2 separate regions of the Mus musculus genome follow, and region 2 is linked to region 1. The links are chromatin contacts, called in public Hi-C maps. All regions are on one chromosome and are shown on one strand. The core of a region is the stretch at or near the end of the contact, and the rest is flanking DNA. Distances in the headings are between cores, read along the strand shown.

What was found. A called contact is a pair of places that touch in the nucleus more often than the background predicts.
Region 2: a Hi-C map of liver shows a contact between it and region 1, with 1.9 times the contacts expected there. The contact joins two enhancer-like sites. A contact is called at or near these places in 1 of 39 promoter capture datasets (embryonic stem cells), 1 of 15 datasets of contacts at CTCF or cohesin (the NIH/3T3 cell line), 12 of 484 Hi-C or Micro-C datasets (CD8 T cells, Th1 cells, Th2 cells and 7 more) and 20 of 115 datasets of contacts at active chromatin or transcription factors (the 230-238 cell line, CD8 T cells, the HPC-7 cell line and 9 more).

Annotation. Positions count from the first base shown.
Region 1 is chr2:75,634,240-75,640,646 of GRCm38.p6, forward strand. Gm39858 (a long non-coding RNA gene) reads left to right here. Exons shown (of 2, transcript XR_866473.1): 2 at 16-136. Among named protein-coding and RNA genes, the nearest start is that of Gm39858, 3.4 kb to the left of the region's middle. Within about 2 kb of position 3,747, at least 41 of the 459 cell types and tissues checked have an H3K27ac peak or open chromatin away from gene starts, as enhancers often do. A contact at or near this core is called in kidney, liver and pancreatic cancer cells, where this site is marked.
Region 2 is chr2:75,768,624-75,775,062 of GRCm38.p6, forward strand. Gm34657 (a long non-coding RNA gene) reads left to right here and starts at 208. Exons shown (of 2, transcript XR_374734.2): 1 at 208-764; 2 at 1,850-3,036. Within about 2 kb of position 3,813, at least 52 of the 459 cell types and tissues checked have an H3K27ac peak or open chromatin away from gene starts, as enhancers often do. A contact at or near this core is called in kidney, liver and pancreatic cancer cells, where this site is marked.

The DNA of each region.
Region 1 (6,407 bases), core at 2,497-4,996:
CTATGTTTTCCACAGGAGTCAACTCATGGATTCAGATACTCTGAAAGGACATCTGACCTGATGCCTCCAGTCCAGAGCCACTCTCTGGTGTTAATGAAAGGAAATAAAACTTGAGACATGTGATTCATGTAATTTATGTCAAATAGCCCAAAGAGTTGCTTGTGAGCTTTAAAACCTGGGGCTGAGAACATAGCAGAACAGGCCAGGACATGCCAGGCAGGCTCATCATTACATGTCCTGACTGACCTAGTGCCTCCCTATCTCCCGCCCTTCTGACAGTCTGTTGATGTTTAAATGAACCAATCATGTGAAACGGCGCCAATTCCTCCCCTAGCCCCACCCCTTTTCTATAAAAACCCCTAGCTTCCAAGCCTCGTGGTAAGCCTCGTGGTGGAAACCACTGTCTCCTGTGTGAGATATGTTTTGAACTGGAGCTCCGCCATTATGGCTCCACCATGTGGTCAACACCTCTGTCTCCTGCTGGAGATATGTGTCAGCCCGGAACTCCGTCATAAAGTACCTCATGCTTTTACGTCAAGATGGTCGTCTGTTCGTGATTCTTGGGTGCGCGCTGAACGGAAATTGAGTGGGGGTTTCCCCACTAGGTTCTTTTTTTTTTTTAAGATTTTATTTATTATTTATTATATGTAAGTACACTGTAGCTGTCTTCAGACACTCCAGAAGGAGTCAGATCTCGTTACAGATGGTTGTGAGCCACCATGTGGTTGCTGGGATTTGAACTCTGGACCTTCGGAAGAGCAGTCGGGTGCTCTTACCCACTGAGCCATCTCACCAGCCCCCCCCCCACTAGGTTCTTTCATTAGCAGAACGTCCCTAAACCTCTGAAACCTGACAGTCCACAAGAGCAAAGACCCCCTCTCTAATTTCTCCTTGAAACAAACAAACAAACAAATGGTTACTCAGTGACCTTTTAAATACCATCTAGGAAAATTTGTGAGAAAGCTTAACATTTTGGACCTCTGTGGAATCCTCTGGAGCAGAACGGCTGCAGGAACATTCCAGTGGGATAAGGTGTCTCTTTCCTTTTCTATGATGGGGAACACCTCATCACACAAAAAGCACATTTAAAAAAAATTTTAAAAAAAAATGCAGGTCCTATTAAAGTCCCCCATAAAAAACTCACCAAGGGCTGGTGAGATGGCTAAGTGGGTAAGAGCACCCGACTGCTCTTCCGAAGGTCCAGAGTTCAAATCCCAGCAACCACATGGTGGCTCACAACCACCTGTAACAAGATCTGACTCCCTCTTCTGGAGTGTCTGAAGACAGCTACAGTGTACTTACATATAATAATAAATAAGAAAAAAAAAAAACTCAACAAAAATATGTGGGCTCACAACTTCCCTCCCCAACCCAGCAATCCTGCCCTCCACAGGACTCCATTACAATAGTAGTCTCCCCCTACCCTTTTTCCCCTGCCCATGTGCCACAGGACACCTTTACAAACGAACGCGCCAACTCAGGGCTCTTCCCAACCTCTTCAAGAGAGCTCTCTACTTCTTTCCTCTGACCCGCACAACTACACTCTCCAAGAACCAGCTAAGGAAATGGAAGAGCCTCATAACTACTGGGGTCCAGAAGTTGCCCCCACAAACCATATAAACCCTTGGGGTCTCAGCCACAGAGGGGTCTCAACCACACAGGGGTCTCAGCCACACAGGGGTCTCAGCCACACAGGGGTCTCAGCCACACAGGGGTCTCAGCCACACAGGGATAGCTCATTGAGCACTGGCCCCAGGACTGACCGGTCAGGGCCACAGACCAAACACGGGAGCTGACTGCACCCAGGAGCAGACTCCTACAGAGCTTTTAAGCCTGAAATCCACAAACATCTGTGCCAAGTTATTCCACCAATTAGGATTTAGGGATAGGGGATTTCCTTCGGAATGTGTCTTTATTCTTCCCATTGGTTGGAGTGTGGCAGGGGACTTACCTTGTCTAACATTCATGTCTTAATTTGCCAACCAGGATCTCAGTTACCCAGGTACATGAGCCTTTCTGCTTAGTAGGTTATCCATTCCCAGGGAGGTCTTGGGAACCTAAATTTTACTTGACCCCTACTCAAAATGGCTTCTTATATTGGTGCAGGTGTCTCTCTTATGGGGTCCATCCCAGGGGCAGCTTACAAAGACAAAACCATAAAAGCTTACACATAGGTAGAGGAAGTGTTGCCAGCTGGTTGGTACAGGTACAGGTTGGTACAGGTCCAAGCCTATTGTGGCTAATTATACAAAGCAGTTCTAACTGACCTCAGTTGTGATTGGTTTCCAAGAACACCAAAGCGCCCGGCCAGATTACCATTTTAAACAGGTTTTTGTTTTTTTGTTTTTTGTTTTTTTTTTCCAGAGCCCAGCCTGCAAGATGCTGTAGCCAAGCACTCCTCTGGCTTCAGATTTGAGACATAATCACCTGTCTTCTGGCTCACGAGTTCAAAACCCACTCTCACCTTCTCAACCCCTGCCACCAGGCTCCTATGCCTGTCTCCCTTTTTCGGGGTTTAAAGAAACAGAAAGTTGCACCTCTCCTGCTGCCACCTGCTGGGCTATGGTGGCACATGGCCAGGGGCAACACACAACTGGGACTCACATGCCAGGAAAAAGGACCTGACCATCCGTGGTGTGGATTCAAGGGCAGATGGAGCAGGCAGCTGGCAGTGGCAGTGGGACAGGCCAGGTGTGAATGGCGTCTGGACAGGAAGGATCCTCTAGGCAAAGTTAAATTCTCTGAGCAGACTAACTGCATGTAACTGTTGCCTGTCACCTCAGTTACAATACAAAGCTACAGAACCTAAAACTACTAGAGTAATGGGTGGAGTCTTGCTGCTGATGTATCCTGAGACAATACAGTTCACCCAAAACTTAGAATTGTCATGCTTAGCTGGGCAGTGGTGGCGCACGCCTTTAATCCCAGCACTTGGGAGGCAGAGGCAGGTGGATTTCTGAGTTCAAGGCCAGCCTGTTCTACAGAGTGAGTTCCAGGACAGCCAGGACTGCACAGAGAAACCCTGTCTCAAAAAACAAAAAAAAAAAAAGAAGAAGAAGAATTGCTTTTTTTGGTTTGAATTTTAAATGCTTGTTCTTCCCCAATAACAAGAATATCTAAAAATAATGTTCTTGCTTTTAATTCAAAATGTTTACAGATTGCAAATGATGAATACTGACATATCTAAACATTTCTCTCTTTTTGTAAACTTAAAACTTCTTTTAAGTTTCAGAAAATCATTGTGGATCTACCTCCCAAAGGTCAAATGGACTGCATTAACAACTATTAGTTAATCTTCAACTAAGAAAAATAAGACCATCTACTTATTTTTCACAGACAAGCTGTTACTGCCTAATCCAGATACATAATTAACATGGCATTTCCTTTCTCAGCCACTTTAAGCAGATGACATAAAAGATCTCCAGCTCTTCCCTCTGCTTTCCTTACTGCAACACAGTAAGGAAACACACTTTTTTTTTTTTTTTTTTTTGAGACAGGGTTTCTCTGTATAGTCCTGGCTGTCCTGGAACTCACTTTGTAGACCAGGCTGGCCTCGAACTCAGAAATCCGCCTGCCTCTGCCTCCCGAGTGCTGGGATTAAAGGCGTGCACCACCACGCCCGGCTAAGAAAACACACTTAAAGGGTGCCAGGCCAGGATTAAGATTCCCTCCAACACCTCCCCCCACCTCGCCCCTCCTCCCCCCCTTTGCCTTCTCCTTAGGCACCTATCCCACCCAGCACAGGAGAGGAGCTTGTGAGTGAAGCTGGAGAAAAGAGGAGACCTTGTCTCAAAGGAGCACTGGGCTGAAGAGAGGGCTCAGTGGTTATGGTCTTTTTCAGAGAACCCTGGTTCTTCAAATCCTGAAGAATGAAAAATTACTGGCCTCTTGTGAGAACATGAACTTTCACCTCGGAGCCCACCCCCTCCCATCTGGAAAACATACTTGAGAAAAAACATTTTCTGGAACAACCACAGAATGTTTCAACAGGCCAGATGTATTGCCAAACACAGGATATGACTCTTTGGTTGAGTAAATTTGTGGTTGTTAAACTTCCCCTATTCCCTCCCCATTCCCCCTCCCAGTTTGTGGTTTTTTCCTTTAAAAGCTTGTGAAAATTTTAAGTCGTCGTCGAGACTCCTCTACCCTGTGCAAAGGTGTATGAGTTTCGACCCCAGAGCTCTGTGTGCTTTCTGTTGCTGCTTTATTTCGACCCCAGAGCTCTGGTCTGTGTGCTTTCATGTCGCTGCTTTATTAAATCTTACCTTCTACATTTTATGTATGGTCTCAGTGTCTTCTTGGGTACGCGGCTGTCCCGGGACTTGAGTGTCTGAGTGAGGGTCTTCCCTCGAGGGTCTTTCATTTGGTACATGGGCCGGGAATTCGAGAATCTTTCATTTGGTGCATTGGCCGGGAATTCGAAAATCTTTCATTTGGTGCATTGGCCGGGAAACAGCGCGACCACCCAGAGGTCCTAGACCCACTTAGAGGTAAGATTCTTTGTTCTGTTTTGGTCTGATGTCTGTGTTCTGATGTCTGTGTTCTGTTTCTAAGTCTGGTGCGATCGCAGTTTCAGTTTTGCGGACGCTCAGTGAGACCGCGCTCCGAGAGGGAGTGCGGGGTGGATAAGGATAGACGTGTCCAGGTGTCCACCGTCCGTTCGCCCTGGGAGACGTCCCAGGAGGAACAGGGGAGGATCAGGGACGCCTGGTGGACCCCTTTGAAGGCCAAGAGACCATTTGGGGTTGCGAGATCGTGGGTTCGAGTCCCACCTCGTGCCCAGTTGCGAGATCGTGGGTTCGAGTCCCACCTCGTGTTTTGTTGCGAGATCGTGGGTTCGAGTCCCACCTCGCGTCTGGTCACGGGATCGTGGGTTCGAGTCCCACCTCGTGTTTTGTTGCGAGATCGTGGGTTCGAGTCCCACCTCGCGTCTGGTCACGGGATCGTGGGTTCGAGTCCCACCTCGTGCAGAGGGTCTCAATTGGCCGGCCTTAGAGAGGCCATCTGATTCTTCTGGTTTCTCTTTTTGTCTTAGTCTCGTGTCCGCTCTTGTTGTGACTACTGTTTTTCTAAAAATGGGACAATCTGTGTCCACTCCCCTTTCTCTGACTCTGGTTCTGTCGCTTGGTAATTTTGTTTGTTTACGTTTGTTTTTGTGAGTCGTCTATGTTGTCTGTTACTATCTTGTTTTTGTTTGTGGTTTACGGTTTCTGTGTGTGTCTTGTGTGTCTCTTTGTGTTCAGACTTGGACTGATGACTGACGACTGTTTTTAAGTTATGCCTTCTAAAATAAGCCTAAAAATCCTGTCAGATCCCTATGCTGACCACTTCCTTTCAGATCAACAGCTGCCCTGCCTCCCACTCCAACTCCAGAGAGCAGCCAGCGGGTCACAGTGGTCCCGCCCATGAACCTGGAGCCTAGGGAAAAATGAGCTCGGAAATCCGGAGCAAATGAGGAGTGGTCCCTGAGAAGTCAGTGGCCTAAATGTTGTGGCTGCTGAAGCAAAAGAAGAGGAGGCTGTTCGAGTAGCCGGCCAAGAGCGCCGCGGGTTCCCAGGCAGCTTCTCATTCCCCTGTCCCTCCCATCCCGTCTCTTGTTAACAGAAAAACTGCTTTCACTTTGAGATATGAGTGGCCCGATACAGCCAGCTGTGAGAGCTGTACTCCCTTCCCTGCCCCACGTGTTTTCTCTTCTCAGGCGACCCCTCCCTGAGCTGCTGGCAGTGAGTCTGTTCTAAGCTCCAGTGAGGGAGGCATCCGCCCACTTGGGGCTTCTGTCCAAGGTAAGGAGCACCTGTGAGTCTAACTGCCAGGCTCTGATGGGGGTCTCGTCTCTGTGGGACTAGAAAGTGTCCCAACAATCTGACCAAGGTAACAGGAAGTTAAGACAAAGACAGAGACCAAAGTCAGAATCAGAGCTGTGCTGTGAGACAAAAAGATAAAAAAAATAAAATGCTGGCCACAAAAGTCAGGAAAACTAGAAAACTTAGATAGTACCTGGCAACAAAAGAAAGCTTTTGGCTAAAGATCAACGTGTATACTGTAAAGAAAATGAGCACTGGGTGAGAGACTGCCCCAACAAAAAGAAGAGGAGCCCCCCTCATGACCAAACCCTTCACCTGTTCGTGGCTAAAAGTAAAGAGATAACAAAAGGGGTGCTAACACAGAAGCTGAGTCCTTAAAAGAGTCCGGTGGCCTACCTGTTGAAGCAGCTAAAAAAGAGACTGTGTTTCATACTCCTCCACTGACCAGTGCAAAACAAGCTAAAAAGTTCCTGGGCACTGCGGGCTTTTGCAGATTGTGGATTCCAGGTTTTGCTGAGTTAAAGAGATAAACAGCCCTTCGTATAGAAAAATAAAAAACAACCTTGGATGTCCTTGGATGCTATTGAGACTGCCCTAATGTTG
Region 2 (6,439 bases), core at 2,563-5,062, 130 kb after region 1:
TGAAACAAAGGCTCCCTTTTCATCTTGAGTTCTTTCCTGGGGAGTTTCTGTTGACAATAGGAATGAATGAACATTAAACACAAGGAAAAATGCTTGCTGTAATTAATCTTCAGAAAAAATACAAATCAAAACTGTAATGATCCGACACTAGACAGCCACTCCCATGGCTAGAGTCAAAAGACGTAGTAACAGGGGGTCAGTGAGGGTGCGGGGACATCAGAAGAACTAGTTGGTTTTGCACAACCATGACCAAAATGCCTGAGAGAATAACTCATAGGAGGAAAGATTGACTCAGCTCACCATTCCAAGGATTTCAGCCCTTGGCTTTGCTGTTGCATAGCAAGGTGAAGCAGCATCATGGTGGGAATGGGGTGTGTGGTGTGGAACTTTATTTTAAAACAATGTGTGTGTGTGTGTGTGTGTGTGTGTGTGTGTGTGTGTGTGCTTACCTGTGTGGAGGTCAGAGGTCAACTTGCAAGAGATGGTTTTCTCTGTTCACCACATAGGTCCTGGGCATTGACTGTGGATCATCAGGCTTGCTGACAAGTGCTTTTACCCACTGAATGTCTTGTTCACCCTGGAGGAACTTCATCCCATGGGCTGAAGCGGAGAGCAAGACAGACAGAAGCTGTTACGGGCTGTCCTCAGAACCACACCCCCAGGAGCTTTCTCCTGCAAGATCCCACTTCCACAAGCTACTGACACATCTCTACCAGCTAGGGATCATGTGATCAACATTCCAGCCTGCGGAGGGGGTGTCAGGGGTCAGGGTTCCCCTTCAAACTGTATTGTTGTAGCATTAATGTCATGCATTGTTGTCAGGAATGGGTAAGAGTATAGTTATGTGAGAAAGAATGGGCCAGTTTTGGGAGCTGGAGAGATGGTTCAACGGTTAAGAGCACCACTGATTGCTTTTCCGAAGGTCCTGAGTTCAAATCCCAGCAACCACATGGTGGCTCACAACCATCTGTAATGAGATCATGCCCTCTTCTGGGTGTCTGAAGACAGCTACAGTGCACTTTCATATAATACATAAATCTTTAAAAAAAGAGAAAGAGAAAAGAATGTGTCAGTTTCATTTCTTTTTATTATACTTATTGAATGTGTATGTGGGTATGTGCCACATCATACTTGTAGAGACCAGAGAACAACTTGCAACCTACTGTGTAGGTCCTGCAAATGGAACTCAGACTGCCAGCCTTGGTGGCAAGTGCTTTGACCCACTGAACCATGTTGCTGGCCCTAAATATGCCAGCTTCTCAAAAGGCTAAATCCAGTTATCACATGGACCAACTCCTCTCTTCGATGTATAACCCAAAAGAAATGAAAATATGACCATATAAAAGCTCTTATCTAAATGTTCATAACAACATTGTTTATGACATCTAAAGGAAAGGTATAACTCATATGACCCTTGAAAACATGCTATGTGAAAAAAAAAAAGCTATGCTATGTGAAAAATAGTTTCTGATTCCACAATGAGAGTAAGGTTTAGAATAGGTTGCTGTAGAAATAGAGTGTAGATTAGTGTTTACTTAGGGATAGAGTAGGGAGTTGAGGGAAAGTAGAAGTTACTAATCCATACAGTTTCTTTTAGAGGTGATGAGAACAAACTAAAAGTGGTCCTGTAGCGATGACTACACCTGTCTGTACGCACTCCTTGTTATTTTCCCTGAGTCAGGGTTTCTCTGTGTAACAGAGCCCTGGATATACTGGAATTCATGATAGAGACCAGGCCAGTCTCAAGCTCACAGAGATCCACCTGTTCCTGAGTGCAGGATTTGTATCAGGTCAGAGATGGAAGATCCGGCACACTATTCTAATCTGCTTTCTCCTTCTCTGCCAGCAGGATGGCCAGAGCGCATATGGTTACGAAGGAATAAGATCAGCACAGCTGAAGAGCAGAGCCAACACAGGGAAGGAATGTTCTGGAGACTCAGACCCGTGGCTGAGTGATTTTGAGTAAAAGAGAAATGATTTTGCGTGTTAAAAAGAACAGCAACAGCAATGACCAAGGAACACATCTTATTCAATTTTTGTTGAAAGGAGATTTAGAAATAGTTTATCTGGTCTGGAATTTCTCAACCTCTTATCAATATTGACATTTGGATGGGATAGTTTGTTGCCATTGAGGTAAAAGAGTAAGCTAAATAAATTCTACCTGCCCCCATTTCTTTCAGTACACTTCACAGAAAAAAGGAAAAAAAAAAAAAAAAACAGGAAGAGAAAAATAAGATGACATCACCCATGTCATTCAACTGGTGACCTAACTGCAGCTTGTCAGGGAGTCAAGTCTCCTCCACCTCAGCTAGCTGCTCTTGTCTCACTCTTTAGAAACCAAACTTCCTACTTCTCCATTTGATAACAAGCAAAGAAGGCACTGAGATGTGTTGGCGGACTTTTCTGCAAGGGTCTTAGCATGGATTCTTCTGAAAGGGTCCTCTCCCATTTGGAGGATGTTATGCAGTGGAGGGGGAGGTTAAGGTGAAAGGCAATAAAGACTATGGATCTATAGGACCAGCCACTGTGGGACAGTGGCTCCCTCTTCTCTCTAGTGCAGCCGCTAAGCATTCTTCTTCTCACTCGATTCTACACCTTTAAGTATGAAGGAAGATGGCTCAGGGACGGTCCAGGAAGGAGTCGGGTACAGCGCAGGTGAAGCTGCACATGTCAGAAAGCATCTGAGATGGACAGAGTCCCGAGCAAGCCTCGAGATCAAAAGGGACCGACTGGGAATTTGCTCCGGTATTTGGTCATGGGGCCTTCTACATAAGGCTTCGCTGTGTAACTTAAATATCCTAGGAAGATAAGAACTGATAACTTAAATGGAAACAGGGCAGCTTAATAAAACACAGAAACATATACTCTGTCAGAGGGTACCAAATGATAACAACATCTGAGGAGAGAATATAAGCTACTAAATCTATTGGGAAATCCAAACAAGATTTTAAATCAATCTCTGTTTTTCACCATTTTGAAGTGTAATTCTGACCTAACTGATATCAAATAAACTTATAATGATCATGTTGAAGGGTAGTTTTGTTGTTGTTGTTGTTTTTGTTTTGTTTTGTTTTATAACAGGGAAATAATACATTACAGGGGTCAGGCCTCTTCTTAACATTTATAAGGTGTTACAAATCCCACTAAATGGGAGTAAAGGTTTGGGAAAATAGCATTGGCTATAGGAGACACTGGGGTTTATATAGCCCCCTCCTCAAACTGTAAGAGCAAGGGCTTTTCAAGGGTTGGGGGATTTCCGGAGGACTTTTGGCTATGTAGGAACTTGGCTGAACATTTCAAAATTATTTGGCAGGGCATCTTATCTTATCAGGGTGGAGGTTGGGGTATAGGGTGTGGAACGTGACAAATTCCAGAAAATAGGTAAGACGTGGTCAAATCCAAGTTTTACAGATAACAGGGATGAACTTTTTTTGACCTTGTAACAAGATGGCTTTTAATCTTTTTTTTTTTTTTTTAAACTTAAGATGGAGTCAGGCCAGTCCATTAAAGGCCAAAGGTAAAGGGATAAATGAGACAATATAATTCATATGTTTAACTGTGGGGAAGTTGTAAGTGAAATTGATAAAGAGGATCTTTCCACTTTGATAAAAGAACCAAAGACCAGCCCGATTAGAATGTAAAATTCTTGAACTCTTTGAAGTTTTCTTTTTACCAGAAAGTAAAGTTATGGGGGAGCCTGGACCCCAATTCAAAACTCTTCTCTTCTCTTCCCACCCCTGACAGAGTGGCCTTCAAGTGGCTGTTCCAGGCTGCACTCCATGCTCTCTGCAGCAGGTTCCACTTGGCAAGCCTGGAGCTAATTACACTTCCTAGTACTGTTGTCTGCGCTGGGAAAGAAGTCTAGGCAAGTCCTGGAATTAGTCTTCGTACATTTGAACAAGGAATTCTGAGGTAAGCCAAGATGTCCTAGTGAGGTTTAGAGGGAAGTTGTGAATTCTGAGAATATCTCCTTGGCCTCCCAGCCTCTGTCCCCTGTGGTGAGGAGATCAAGGAGGGTCAGAGCACAACCCCCTAAAAGCCTGAAGCTGGTTGTCAGCTGAAGGCCCTACATCCTGGAATGTGGTCGATAGGAAAGTCAGGCCATCCTGGTGCAGACCTCTGACCTACTTCAGCAGGAAGGGGGAGCCGGGACTGGGCTTGTTCAGTCACGGAAGGTGGAGCGTGCTTTTCTAGCCTTGGAGTGGTCACAGAATCTTATCGCCCCGCACGACAGAGTCTGCCCGGACTTGAGTGCCTGTTAGGTTAATGATTTAAGAGGACATTCACCTTTTCACTCTGCTGAGAAAATACTAGAAAATTCTGGCATTGCTTTATCCGGTTCAGAGAGCTTTCACTAAGTGGGGGCCCTTCCCTGCTCCCCAACCCCCAGTGGTTCACAGAACCAAGGAGCCCTCTCTCTTTGCTTGCCTGCTCTCCTTGTTTCTGTTCGTTTTTCAGTTATTGTCTTGACAGGAGCCTTCTCTCCCTGACAAATTGTCTCCTTCCTGTCTTCCTAACCTCCACCTCTGACTGAAGCCCACTGTACACTTTTCCTCTCTATTCTGCTGGTTAAAAAAGAAAAGAAAAGAAAAGAAAAGGTGGCAGATGGCTCAGAGCTAGGCTGATTTGTTCTGGCTTTCATTTTTACTAGTGAACTCTGCTTGTTTAGAGCAGCCTTTTTGTTTGTTTGTTTTTTTCGAGACAGGGTTTCTTTGTGTATCCCTGGCTGTCCTGGAACTCACTCTGTAGACCAGGCTGGCCTCGAACTCACAAATCCGCCTGCCTCTGCCTCTGCTGGGATTAAAGGCATGTGCCACCACGCCCAACTATAGAGCGGCCTTCTTAAATTAGGTGCCACACACCTGCAATCCCAGCTCTTGAAAGCTAAATCAAGGGGATTGCTGTGAGTTCGAGGCCAGCCTAGGCTACATTGCTAGACCCTGTCTTTTACCACCCACCCACCTCCAAAAACCACCACCACCGAAAATCCCCACCTTCCCACCACATTCCCCAGAATTCCCTTTCTCTGTTCCCTCCAGTTCCCTCCAGCACCAGCCTGCTTCTGCATATGACTTCCCCTCTTGCTTAATCTGAGAGAGCAACATTTTCCAGCCTGACTCTCCTCTTCCTGCCTCATCTCTGCTGAGGAATATTTAAAGACAACACCACCTCTTGGTTTCTAAGAACCGAACCCAGGTCCTCTGAGCCAACTCTTCAGTCCCTCGTGGATCTAAGCTCATCTGTGAGATTTTTATCCTAAAGGCAATGGGAAAGTTTAAGCAAGTGGATTTTCTATTTAAAACTGTGGCTTGGGAAGAGTGCAGCTGGACAATGTGGGAAGTTCTCTTGGGTTTCTCTACTCCTCTTTCTCCTCAGGCTCTGGACTGCCAACTGGTATCTTCTACACATAAATGGGCACATATGTATAAGCCCTCCCTCTACCAAATTGTTTTGTCAATCAAATGTAAAGCACATTATTGTGCAGAGGGGCTCTCTATCACAAAACATAAACATAAAGCGCTCTGCTCCTTAATGTGGAGATAAAACTGATGTAATAAAACCAGTTTGCACAACTGCATAGATGTGACTTGGTTACTTTCCCCTCTGTGGTGGGAGAAGAAATAGGTGATATGTGTCTGAGTTAGTGTTCTATTGCTGTGAAAAGACGCCACGATCAAGGCAATTGTCATACAAGTAAGCAGTTAATCGGGGGATTGATTACAGTTTCAGAAGGTTAGGCCATTATCATCGTGGTGGGGCGTGTGGCAGCATTCTGGCAGGCATAGTGCTGGAGAAGGAGCTGAGAGCTTAATACATCCTGATCTGTAGGCAGAAAGCAGAGAGGGGGGAGATGGAGAGGGGGAGGGGGGGGGGAAGGAGAGGGAAGGAGAGGGGGAGGGGGAGGGGGAGGGGGAGGGGGAGGGAGAGGTGGTGGGGTAGGGGAGACTGAGCCTGGCATGGGTTTTGAAACCTCAAAGCCCACTCCCAGTGACATGATTATTCCAACAAGGACACACTTCCTCCAAAAAGCCTATAGCCCATCAAACAGATCTACTACCTGAGAACTAAGCATTTAAATATATGAGCCTATGGGAGCCACTTTTGTTCCAGCCAGCCCAGTGTAAAAGGAGATGTGGTAAGGCAGTGGTTCTCAAAGTGGGTGACGGCCCCTTTGGCAAACCTCTATCTCCAAAAATATTTACAATTCATAATAGTAGCAAAATTATAGTTATGAAGTAGCAACAAAAATAATTTTGTGGTTGGGGGGTCACCACAACATGAGGAACTGTATTAAAGGTTTCAACATTAGGAAGGTTAGGAAAAGGAAGGGTTATTCCTAGATTGATGACTGGGGTTTCAAGAGATACAGGCACGGCTGGAGAGATGGCTCAGTGGTAAGAGCACTGGCTGCTTGCTCTTCCAGAGGTCCTGATGTTCA